Linked DNA regions of Rattus norvegicus: region 2 is linked to region 1. Evidence: chromatin contacts called from public Hi-C data. All regions are on one chromosome and are shown on one strand. The core of a region is the stretch at or near the end of the contact, and the rest is flanking DNA. Distances in the headings are between cores, read along the strand shown. Region 1 holds the start of Efnb2 (ephrin B2). Region 2 has its middle 660 kb from the start of Efnb2.

Region 1 (6,143 bases), core at 1,259-3,758:
GCTGCTGCGTGCTCCCTGTGTCCACCACCTGCTAAAAAGGCTGACCCCAGAATGAAACAAATCTAATTACCAATGCCTGCTTCATGACAAGCCACTTGTCCCACAGTTCAGGAAAAGTGAAGTGAAGCTTTCAAGCATCCGATTACCCACCTACCCGCCGCATTTTATCTACAGAAACTTTCCTCTGGAAAAGTGAACTAGGGAGGCCATGCCAGGCACTAAATACTAAAAGGCCCTTTTGTATTACTCTTCCTAGGAAGACGTCTTTCTGATCTCACAGACAGCATTCAGCCACACAGGCTTTCCAAAGACTTCCAGCCATCCTCAGGAAAATTCCAAGACACTTTATTGTGGAGGCCAGGGAGTAATCACACCAATTGCACGGTCCTGCCCCTCCAATACCCAGGGCCCTAGCAGCTCTCTATACATCTGTGGCCACAGCTCGGAAAACTATACTGTTGAAGATCAAATAGTAAATGTAAATTAAGTCACCACTCCCTCCCTTAACACGTTTCAAATCGAAGACATTATTCTCCAGGTGCTAGGTGTGCTCGGTGGTGGGGTTTAAACAACTCGTTATTTCTAATCCTTCCGGCGGCACACCCAAGTATAGTGGTCACTAGGAGCGCAAAAGACGGTTATGTTGCTCGGAAGGGCTTCAGTGGAACTTCTTTAAACTAGATTTAAATATAAATATTAAATCCGAACCGGAGGGGGGGGGGAAAGACTCAGCCTCTCCAAAAGAGGCTGTGAGTGAAAGTGCAAAGTGGAGAAAACAGGCAGCCCGGGGAAGGGAGGGGGGGGGGATGGGCGCGCCCACAGCTAACATTCGGCAGGGAAGGGTGACCTCTGTAGGCACGGCGAGCGTCAGCAGCAGCCACCACCAGGGCCCCAGTCTGAGTGAAGAAGGCTGCAGCGCTCAGATCCCAGCCAGGCGCCTTCTGGCACCACCAGGTGCCTGTAGATCCCGTGTGGCTGCAAAGATACCACGCCAGGAGAGCAAATGCAAACACCTCGCTTTAAAAAACAAAACAAAACAAAACAAAATTATTTAACAGATGAAGACTACACTAGAGGGGGCCTCAGTAACTTTAAAACAAGGGCCTCCTGGCAGCACGCAAAAAAACGTTTTGGGTCATTTACAACTGTAGATTATTTTTTGCTCCTTCTTGGGGAAACATGTTTGGTCAGTTATGTTGGTGAATTTAAAATTTACCACTTTCAAGAGAGTAGGTACAATTCTTTGCTTATGGGGTAATTAAAAAAAAAAAAAGAAAAAGAAAAAGAAAAAAACAATTCGTTCACCTCTACTCTGAAGCCGTGCACCACACGCTCAACTTCAATTAGGCCATTGATTTTGCTTCTAATCTGAAAGGTCTGAGTCCGGCTAGGAGACAGCCGGGTCTCCACGCTCTCCTAGGGCTGAGTCCAGAATTCCGCACAGCACTTTCTGGCGATGGTTGGAAAATGAGATAAGAGGCAGCACCCAGGCGCGGTTACTGGGGCCATGGCTGCATATACCAAGGGATGGCTAGCATTTTCGAAACGCGGAGCGCACCCTGGGAGCCCAGACCTGAAAGTTACTCAGGCCTGGTTTTCTCCCGACTGTGAGCTTTGCTAAAAGCAAGTATGAACAAGGGACTCCCGATCCCCCAAGTGCAAAGGCTGCAGCGTTGACTGGGTAGGGCCCTGAAGGCGTCGTTAAAATTAAGCCACCCAAGCGGACCGCGCCGCACGGGAGCTAGACCACCAGTTGGGACGCGAAAAGAGAGGCCGACATGCAGAGGGCTCGCCGCCGGAGTTTACGGCCGAGCCATCGAGCTCCCCGCACACATTTGGGCTAGGGAAAGGGCGCCGAGGCACCCGGGCTCAGGGACGCCCCGGGCCCAGCGTCCCTACTTCAAAGGGACTCTCCACTACCCCAGACCCTCAGTTCTTGTCGCCTTCTCGCTGGGCCCCGACCCGTGGCTCCCGCGCTCCTCGCAAGCGCAGCATCTCTCCAGTCCCTGTAGCCCGCCAGTGTGTGTCTGTAGCCCGGTTAGTGGCAACGTTCTCCGTCCTCGAAAAAGAAGGGAGGGCCGGGTAACGCCATCAGACACCTTTCCGGACATGCCACCGAGTCGCCAGGGCTTTGGAACCCCTAGAGCACTTGAGGTTGGAGCCCCAAAAAGAGTACCCTTGGAACCCGCGCTCTCTAGCTCAGCCGGTCCTCACCTAGAGAAATGTGGAAGGGTGGGGGGTGGGGGACAGGAGCCCCAGGTTCTAGAAACAGGCTCCAGGGCCTCCTCCCGCCCCGACCATACGGCGTACCCACGGGGCGCCGGCCGAGGGCACCGCGGAAGAGGGAAGGATCATGGACGCCACTTACTTGGAGTTCGAGGAATTCCAGTAGATAGGCTCTAAAACTATCGATCTGGAGATCGCAGTTCTGCACAAAACCATCAAAAGTCCCCAACAGTACTTCCACACAGAGTCCCTCCTGGACCGGGCCATGGCCATGGCCAAACCGCTCCCAGTTCTGCGTACTCCGGGGCGCGATGGGACCGGCCGCCGGTCGCGACCACCAATCCTCCCCGGCGGACGCGCCGCTCCCGCGGTCGCCGAGGCCAGGTGCGCTCACCCTGCGCTGCCCTCAGCGCGCGGGGTGGGGTCGAACGCGCGGGGCGCGGCGGCTCGGCGGACTCGGGGCTCCGGGGCGCCGCGCCGGACGCAGCTGGGACAGCCGGCTCCCGTGCGGCTCCAGGGTGCCGGGCCAGCCGCGGAGGGCGGGCGCGGCGAGGGCACTGGGCCGGGACAAAGGCCCGCAGCGGAGAGACCAGTCGGTGTGAGGTGGCGGGTGCTGCTCCCCGAGAGGGGCCGCCTGACTATAGATCCAGGACAGCGGGCAGCGGCCCGGGCAAGCGAGCGCCTCGTCGGCGCGGTTCCATGTCCTGGAGCGCAGAGAGAAAGGGCGCCTCCTGAATCCTCGCAACTCGCCGCCGCTAAGCAGTCAGGAGAGCACTGGGACCCCCGCAGGCGTCTGACGCGCGCGGGCCTTTGTGTGCGGGGAGGGCGCCAGGACCCGCTCAGCGCGCAGCTCCGCGATCCGACCGGTGCCTCAGTCCCCGCCGCGGAGAGTCAGCGCGCCCAGCGCGCTGTCAGAGCACTATAAACGCGGGGCCCCGCCCAGTCGCATGCAGTCCATTGGCTCGCCGCGCCGCGAGCACGCGCTGATTGGACAGCACTCCCGTCCGTCTGCCGCCCCTATCCGACACTGGGCGCCCAGAGGTACGGCGCCCCTGACAGGTGAGCCCCGCCCCCGGGACCAGCCACGTAGGGCGCCGGGGACCTCGCACTAGTGGCCCCGTGAGGCGCAGGGCACAGGGTTGGCCGCCTCTTAGCCACTCGCGACGGCAGGGTGGCCTCGACCTGCAAGTGCCTGGGCTGGCGAGTGCCCTCGTTAAGACAGAGCGAGACCTGGCGAACGCAGCGTTCCGCCGTGCGGCGCTCGCTCCCCGCCGCCCCCCGCGCGTACGGCGCCCTAGTCCTTCGCGGATTCCTTTGCGCCTCCAGTTGAGGGTCTTCTAGCTTGATTCTGGCACCAAGTGATCCAGCCCGGCCTGACGCAAGTCAAAAAAGACTCCCGCGAGGCTGCGAGCCTTAGCTGCCCACAGGCAGTGAGAGCCCGTCTGCCGCCCATCCCGACCCCGCGCTCCAACTCCGTGCGCCCCGGGCCTATCTCCGTGCGCCCGCTCCCTTTCCGGTCCTCTCTCCGCAAGAACAGCGCCTCCAAAGCTCCACTGCCAAAGTCTGAGTGGATTTTTCTTCACTAGCTCCCGAGAGACCCCGCGACCCCACAGTGGCCGGGAAGTTAGGGCTGACCCGGACGACTATCAGTCAGAGAAGTGGCAGTTGTGGTTCTCGGTTGCTTGCCCAAGACCGATTTTGAGAACTGCACCACGGCTGTGACTTCTACGGATCCACAGCGCCCACTAGCGCCCACTTTTACCCTCTGTACTTCAGAACAAGCCTACCAGCTACCGAAACAGATCTTAAGGATCCAAATACTCCCAAGTTGAAAAACACTTAAGAGGCCCGGTAGCAAGGAGAGCACAGTAGGTGGAAGGCACAGTCTCATGTATAGCCCATGGCCCAACAAAAATTAACCACGTCTGTTCTTAAAATGCTATCCATCAATACCAGAGTTTCTTCATATGGAACTAAGCAGTTTCCACACCAGTATCTTTAAACACAACTCCCACGTGGCTGTATGAACACCGGATTTAGTTACTATGACCCCCCCCCTTCTTTAAAGCAAATTTCGAGCTCTAAAAGTGTTGGCTTTCAAAAACTGTAAGTTAGTGTGTGCTAAGAGTTGATTTGGAAAAACTCGTCTTAAACCAAAACACTAAAACATCCAAAGTATTGAGCACACTCACCAAAATACAGCTTTGAGAAAAGCTTTTCTGTAATTACTATTTTTAAGTATGCCTGCAATACGATTGGGGGTGGGGTATTGAGATGGGATTCACGCTAGGCTAAGGAAGGGCTACACGCACACCAGGAATGTTTTTTGAACTTCCTGACTGAAAAACTGACAGGCACTGCTATTTGACCTTTACTGGGGGAAGAAGAATAAAAGGGCACTTTTTTTTTTTTTTAAGATCTCACTTAAGAAATTCATAGAAATCTAGTGTGAAATTAAAGGGTTTTTAAGTCATGGTCTGACTCAGTATGTGTTATGAAATTTAAGTTGTGACCTCTTAGCTCCCCATACATCCTCTCTCTGGTAAACTAAAGGAGGAATTTTGTAAGGTCTGAAAATAACCCAGCTTCTAAAAATACCATTTTCAGTAAGCCAGATATTCTAACACCCAAAGCATTTTTACTTTGGGGTCAGTGTAAATGCACTTTTTAAAAAACACACACATAATATTCCTACTGTGTGACTTTACAAGGGGACATGGAGCTAATTTCAGATATACCTGTAGTAAGCAGATACCTGTGGGCACAAGGGGCCAGTGACTGCACACAACATTCTGGTCAACTGTTTATCCAGTAATTTGGGAAACTAAAACACAACCTCAAACCACTCATATTTAATATTACATTTGTCATCATCCTAGGCAAAAATGCCATTGTGTTTTACACAGATGGCGACCAGCAGAAATTCTAGAGCCTGGCCACACCACACTGCAATGTCTCCGACTGGAACTTCATTTTACAAATACATTCTTGGGTTTGTTTTGAAAACAGGACACAACTCTTTGCCAAAGGACAACAAAGTACTTCAGCAGACGAAGTCACTGAATTCTAAAGCTAAGGATGTTTCTCAGTCAGTAGACTTTGGAATTTTAAAAGTACAAGTTATTACAAAATATAAATGATTTCTTACAGAGAGGAAGCAAAGCTGAGTTTCAGAAAGAACAATTCACTAGCCAGTAAAAATGTACCATACACCACACCTTAAAGCCAATGCTAACCACTCTGGTCTTCAGACTGTTCTTCAACTTGACCACATCAAAGGCTCCCAATCTTTGATTTGGAGGGGAAAGTGTGATCACATTCCTTAGGAAAGGGTTGCAGTCAACTGGCTCTAGTTCAACCTTTTCTTTTATGTATTAATGGAAAAAATAGTATGCTTCAACTGCAGTAATGGTAGTGCTATTTGTATACTGTAAGCAGTGTAGGCAGTAGGAAACGAAGCGTTTCCTAATGTGAACTGAGGGGTCTAAAGGTCCATGAAGGCCCACCCTGCAAACTGGGTTAGGTATTGTGGTAGACAAAGCGCCAGTGTGTAACTGACCTTACCATAAACAAGGTCTCTGCTTTATGAACCGATTAGGTAATTGATAAGGAACATGAAAAGTCAAATGTCACTGCTTGTAACCTACAAATGGAACCACTGACGGCAATACCTAGGTAATAGGGCCATGTTACAAATGGCCCAAGAGGGACTTAGAGTCAACCAGTCCCATGCTTAATTCTTTATCTGCCAATTCAAAGGGAACAGCCATTTTGCCCTAGGAGACCCAAGAGCCACCCACATGTATAGTGAAGAAGCACTTTCATTTTAATCCCATAGTTATGAGATATTTAACAAAATATGACTGTGTGAACCTTCTGAGTCATCAACATGCAGTTCTTTAATTTACTGGTTTCAA
Region 2 (5,720 bases), core at 2,786-5,285, 660 kb before region 1:
TGGGATGTAAAGGAAGCCCCAAGAAGTCTATGGTGGTGACTTGACTATAGCTGAGACTCCTAGAAGTACATGATATGGAGTCTGAACAGGTCACCAGCAAGGAAGGCTGTATTTTCTCTTTATCCCTACATAGATCTGTAAGACTCATTACACAACTAGAGAGTAAAGGCTGTAGCACCCATAGTGTCTCTGGAACAGAGACCACCTATACTGTGGGTAACTCCCTCTTCCTGTCTGTGTTACAGTAACAGAGTGGTTCGATGTATGGTAACTACTTGTCCTAGCTCATAAAACTCTTCTCTTTGCTATTGCTCTCATTTAAAATGTAACCTGCATTTGCTACTGCTGGGAGAGACTGTGTTCAGACTGTAACTATAACTTGCTTTCTTAGAAACTTGGTAAAACTTTTTACATTATCCCAGTATGTTGTGCATCCACAACTTTCTGATGTAACTCACCTTCAGCAGCTCCACCTTTAACTTCCCATGTCTATACACACACACACACACACACACACACACACACACACACACACATGCATGCACGAACAGCACACATTCCACTCAAATCAGATAGAAAAGTACATATTTTATTGCATGATTCATGAGGCATGGGGGATAGCTTTGTTGTTACAGGGCTGTAGAGATTACAGCAGTACTTATGCAATTTCATGATGTTCTTGGCATTGTAAAATAGGTGTAATCTCATTTTCTACGTCTGGAGGCTTTTGCAGGATAATGACTATCACATAGTTAAGAGAATTGATATGACAGGTGCAGTTGAGTGATGGAGTTTGGGAAGGGGATTTTGTGCATATGATGTGTTCCCTGGCTGTGGTGCACTTTGAGCCTCCGTGATTCCATTTGAGCTCTGACACATTAGGGAGGACCTCCCATTGCTCTTCTTAAGACTCGTTTAGCCCTTTCTAGCAATCTCTTTCATAAACACATCTGTTCTTTCAACATCAATGTCTCATCAGTAAACGTATTTGCTTCCTATTTTCTGCAGACACCCCTCATGTGATAAACATTCTGGAGAAAACAGGTTTTCCTCTTTGTCCTTTTCATTTAAAGGAGCTCTAGAAACTTGTATTTGGAGAATAATGTCAAATTTGAAAAATAAAAAAAAGGTCAATTGCATTTCCCCAGTTCTCTTGGGGAGCAAGTGTTAATCAATTTCCTTATAGCTCAGCCCTTGTACTCACAAAGGAATATCATTTTCTTAGGTGACAATCCTGGAACTGAATGTTTTGAATAGGAAATCACTGGGTGGACATTGTTTGATTGTCTGTCTCTACACATTGGCCCTCTTCCCCCCCCCCTTTGAATGCATCTTTTCTTCTGAACAATCCTTGGGTTGCCTGGTGTATTGTTTCCTTGTCAGCCTGCTACCTAAAGTTGGTATATAAGATGAAATGTTAATGTTTGATTTAAATCGACCTTTATAGTGTAAACTTGACAAAAATCACTTACATGCAAATATTTTCTATGGAACAGTAAATTCTAATATATTTCTCAATACCACTTTATGCTGTTTTAAAGAGCAAAGAGAATTAACACAAAGACCCTGGAGGCATAGAAGACTTCGAGTCTATAATGGGGATAATCTTGTCTACATTTTTATATTGGTTTGCTAGGAAAATCACTTTTAGATAATTCTTTTGGCAGAGCAATGACACAATAATTTGTACCAAACATTCTCTCAGGTAAGAGGAGAAAAGTGCTTAGGAGATAAATAACAAGATTAAGAAAGAACATGGAAGCTTCTTAAAACAAATATCTAAATGATGCCCAAAATGTCTGGGAACTTTAGGGGGCACAGACTTTCGAAGGATTGGTACTTTATAAGACAACTTGGAATTATAGATCACAAGAGACTTATCAAGATGAGTGACAACAAGTTATGGCTCCATCCACACACTTTCTGTCTGTCAGTACTGAAGAATAGCATGAAAAGGGGATTTGTGTTTGGGATGGAAACCCTAAGAAGAAACAACTGAATCTATGTCATTCAGTCTTCACAAAGGGACTGAATGATGATGTTGACCAAATGAGATGACAATGTTGTTCTCAAACAGCTGCAATAGTACTTAATCTGTGTATCCTGCATATCAGAAAATTACATTATGATCCAAAACAGTAGCAAAATTATACTTATGAAGTACTAACAAAATAATCTTATGGTGGGGTGGGGAGGTTACCACGACATGAGGAACTATATTCTAGGGTCAGAGCATTACCAAGATTGAGAACCATAGTCTTAGAATGTCATATGTTTGACCTTCAGATATAAAACTGAGCAGTACAGTCACATACAATCTTACATTATTTTGGTCAAAGTGACTGCACATGAAATGGTGGTCCTATAAAGTTTTAACAATGCTGAACCAAATGCCATTCTTTAAGAGTTAAGAAAGTGGGGACCTAAGGAAGAGGAAGAGAATAAAATTCAGAGTGAGGGGCTTAACAAAATCTCTGGCAGATATCAGTAAGCTCCCTATGAAGTATGGTTGTGTAGGTCTGATCACTACCATAGAGGAGTACTCATATGGAGGGGGGGAGGAGGAGGAGAAGGAAGAGGATGAGAAGGAGGGAAGGAAGGAAAGAAGGCAGGAAGGCAGGAAGGCAGGCAGGCAGGCAGGAAGGAAGGAAGGAAGGAAGGAAGGAAGGAAGGAAGGAAGGAAGGAAGGAAGGAAAAGGGACCTGGAGAGGAAATAAGGTCAGGGGAGCAAAGGAAAAAAAGAGAATGATGATGAAGGGGCAGGGTGGATGGGAAGACAGAGAAAAGAATGAAAGATAAAGGGAAAGAGACACGGGATGAAGAAAGGGAAAGAGAAAGGCAGGGGTTACAGACAGAGGAGCAAGGAGAAGAGAGGAACACAAAAGAAGATGAGAGACAGTCAGACATATTTCTAAAGAGTAACAACTCCAAAGGAAGCAACCAGCAGGCCATCCAAAGGTGCAGAGAGAGGAGAGATTTGTTCACAGAAGAGGGAACAGTACCACACATGGCACTGCCACTGAACATGTTTCTAAGAGCAAGATGTGAAGAGAAGACAGAAATGGGCAGGCCAGACAGGACTAGAGAGTGGAGAGAAGGATGGGGAGAGGAGATAGGGCTAGAGAAGGGAGACAAGGAGGGAGAGAAAGAGAGGAGAAAGAGATGATGGGTCAGTAGAGGGATAGTGTACGTCCTGACAGGTGTGTGTCCTAGGCTAGTATCTGTGTTTCTGTCTCAGAAATTAATAACTATAAAAATAGTGTCAAACAGTTTCAAAACTTAAGTTTATATAGCAAAAATGCTTTAAAGAACCAAGACTAATATTCTTGGAGAAACAGTCTTTTAGAAAATCAGTATGATCTAAGGGAACACAAAGTGTTCACAAAGTCACAGAGAATCACAGTAATGCCACTTCCCTCCTGACTCACAGAGAGGGGAAGATACCCAGACAGCTGCACTATTTGTTATTGGTACCTCTAGTTTTGAGTAAAGATTTTCTATGTTTCAATAGACTTAAATACACAAACACTTAATCATTCTGTTCTGTTTGCTGGGAACACTCAGTGCAGTGATATTGCAGCCTGTGTACAGCCTAGGCCATGTGCTATCTGTGTATCCTAACTGTCCTGGGAGTCTGTGCTGACTTGAGTTTGTGCAAACCCACTCTGTGCCAATTGTACAACAATGAAATTACCTGAGATGAAGCCATCAGAACACATCCCACTGTCAGCAATATGTGACTGTAATTGTCCAAATGTAACATTTCCCCCCACTCAAGGCCGTCATGTTGAACCCAGGGAATCATGTAGTCCATTCTGAGACACCTCCTGTCTACAGTAATGATTTTGGTTGTCCTGAATGAGTAGGGAGTGACACTGCCTTGCAGTGGATACAGACCAAAGATGTGGCTAAACAACCTGTGGTATACTATCCTTTACTGAACCAAAGTGCCAACCAAGCCAACAGACAGAGACCACAGAGTACACAGTTACATTGCTGAAAGTCTTCAGTGAGTAAAGGTTAAAAGTTCAGGTCTGTGGTGAAGGACACAGACTGCCATGAAAATGTCAGAACTGGCAATTCTATGACCAGTACTCACCACATTCAGGAAGCATTTTGTGCGAGGCAGGAAACTCTGGGTCAGCTTCCTCATTCATCAGCCAGGGCTCAAAGCAAAACTAAGTTTTTTGCAGTAAGTTTTATTTCCTTATTGATTTTTTAAATAACTTCTATGTTAATTATAATCAAACACTTAATAATGTATATAATTGTTGATCTTTTCTAAAATATGATTACAAATCAATTATTCATTCTCAGACAGCACCTAATGAAGAATCAAAAGAAACAAGCACTCATTTTTCCCAAGCTGAAGCACTCTAGTTTTTAGAGAACAAAAAAAGAACAGGTCTATGAACCTATTAGAAACCTCGAAATAAAAGCCCAGGGCATAGAAAAGAACTCTAGATTGCAAATTATTCCATTTGTACATTTGAGATCATTTCTTATCTGCATAATCAGTAAGTAGCTTAAGTCTTTGTGTGGTGGGAAAAATATGTATATTTTCTTTTAAGCTTTAAAAAAAATCTCCAAATTGGGCACTTGCTAATTATGGTTTTCATGCCTCTAGCTATTGAGTGGACGGAAACAATGTGGGCATTGAAATCTGTAAAGGATACTCTGTCCAATTTCAGCAAGCTTAATATGTTAGAAAAAAATGCATTGTGCCATGTTGAATGAGTCATAGTGGAATTCTCTGGTACTCTTCCACAAATGGCTTGGTCTCAACCTCCTCCCTGCTCATCAGAGCCAGTTGGTCTTGAGATCCTGTTGGGAGCAGAGAGGTCTTGGCAGGTGTGAGTAAAAGTGTGTAAGACAGCCTGCTTCCTCCTTCTCAATGTTGCTCATTCTAAAACATTTCTCCAGGGCAATGTCTTCCACATTCTCTGTGCAAATACTACTGAAGGGTATTTTAAGGATTGCCCTTTCACACATCCCTTTTCTAGAATATTTTCCCACAAAAGGTTCTCTGCTTGATGCAAGGACTCCAAGGAAGCAATGTCACATTGGTCTCTAGTATTGAATACTCAAAACACCCCGAGGAACAAGGACATCAAGGGGTTCTCAAGCTTGCTTTATGCTGTGAAATGAATTCTGCCTTGATGAAAGTGAATCAAGGCTTGAAGCATTATGAGCCACCTGTTAGGTGCTGAGACCAGGTAACAATTCATGCTGGTCTTTCCCCTTCTCCTTGTATGATTATCTTTTCAGACTTATTCTCTTTGTCAAGGTTTTGAACTTTCATTTATAAAAAGCCAATACTTCCAAGGAATTTTTCCTGGAAATCACTCAACAGTGTGTTTCTCCCCAACTCAGCCAGAAATCAGCAGGAATAATTTGCCCAGGGGTCTAGTTCAAGGTCATGTGCCTTCATTTCTCAGTTCTTATTACACAGCAACCTGATTCTGGCCTCTGGTCACTCAGGACTGCAGTCTACTAAGTAAAGGTCCCACAGCAGGCCATTACATCCAGGGACATGGCAGTGGCTTCTGTGAAGTTTCAAGCAAGGCAGTCTGCCTTTGTGAGTACCTATTCCCTTCCTGGGGCTTCCAGAGGCCTACAGAAGCTCTTCATAACCACCTCTGTTAACTGACACAGGCCAGATTATTCCTCCACTGGAATGAGCAGAATGACCACCTATCAACCTCTAAAGCATCAGGAGC

Evidence for each region. A called contact is a pair of places that touch in the nucleus more often than the background predicts.
Region 2: a Hi-C map of Schwann cells shows a contact between it and region 1, with 4 times the contacts expected there. The contact joins the enhancer-like site here to the promoter of Efnb2 in region 1. A contact is called at or near these places in 3 of 12 Hi-C or Micro-C datasets (the A7r5 cell line, Schwann cells and mammary epithelial cells).

What each region holds. Positions count from the first base shown.
Region 1 is chr16:87,481,580-87,487,722 of GRCr8, reverse strand. It overlaps Efnb2 (ephrin B2), which reads right to left and starts at 2,508. Exons shown (of 5, transcript NM_001107328.2): 1 at 2,369-2,508. The coding sequence starts at 2,499.
Region 2 is chr16:88,145,921-88,151,640 of GRCr8, reverse strand. No RefSeq gene overlaps it. Among named protein-coding and RNA genes, the nearest start is that of Efnb2, 660 kb to the right of the region's middle. Within about 2 kb of position 4,035, at least 2 of the 93 cell types and tissues checked have an H3K27ac peak or open chromatin away from gene starts, as enhancers often do. A contact at or near this core is called in Schwann cells, where this site is marked.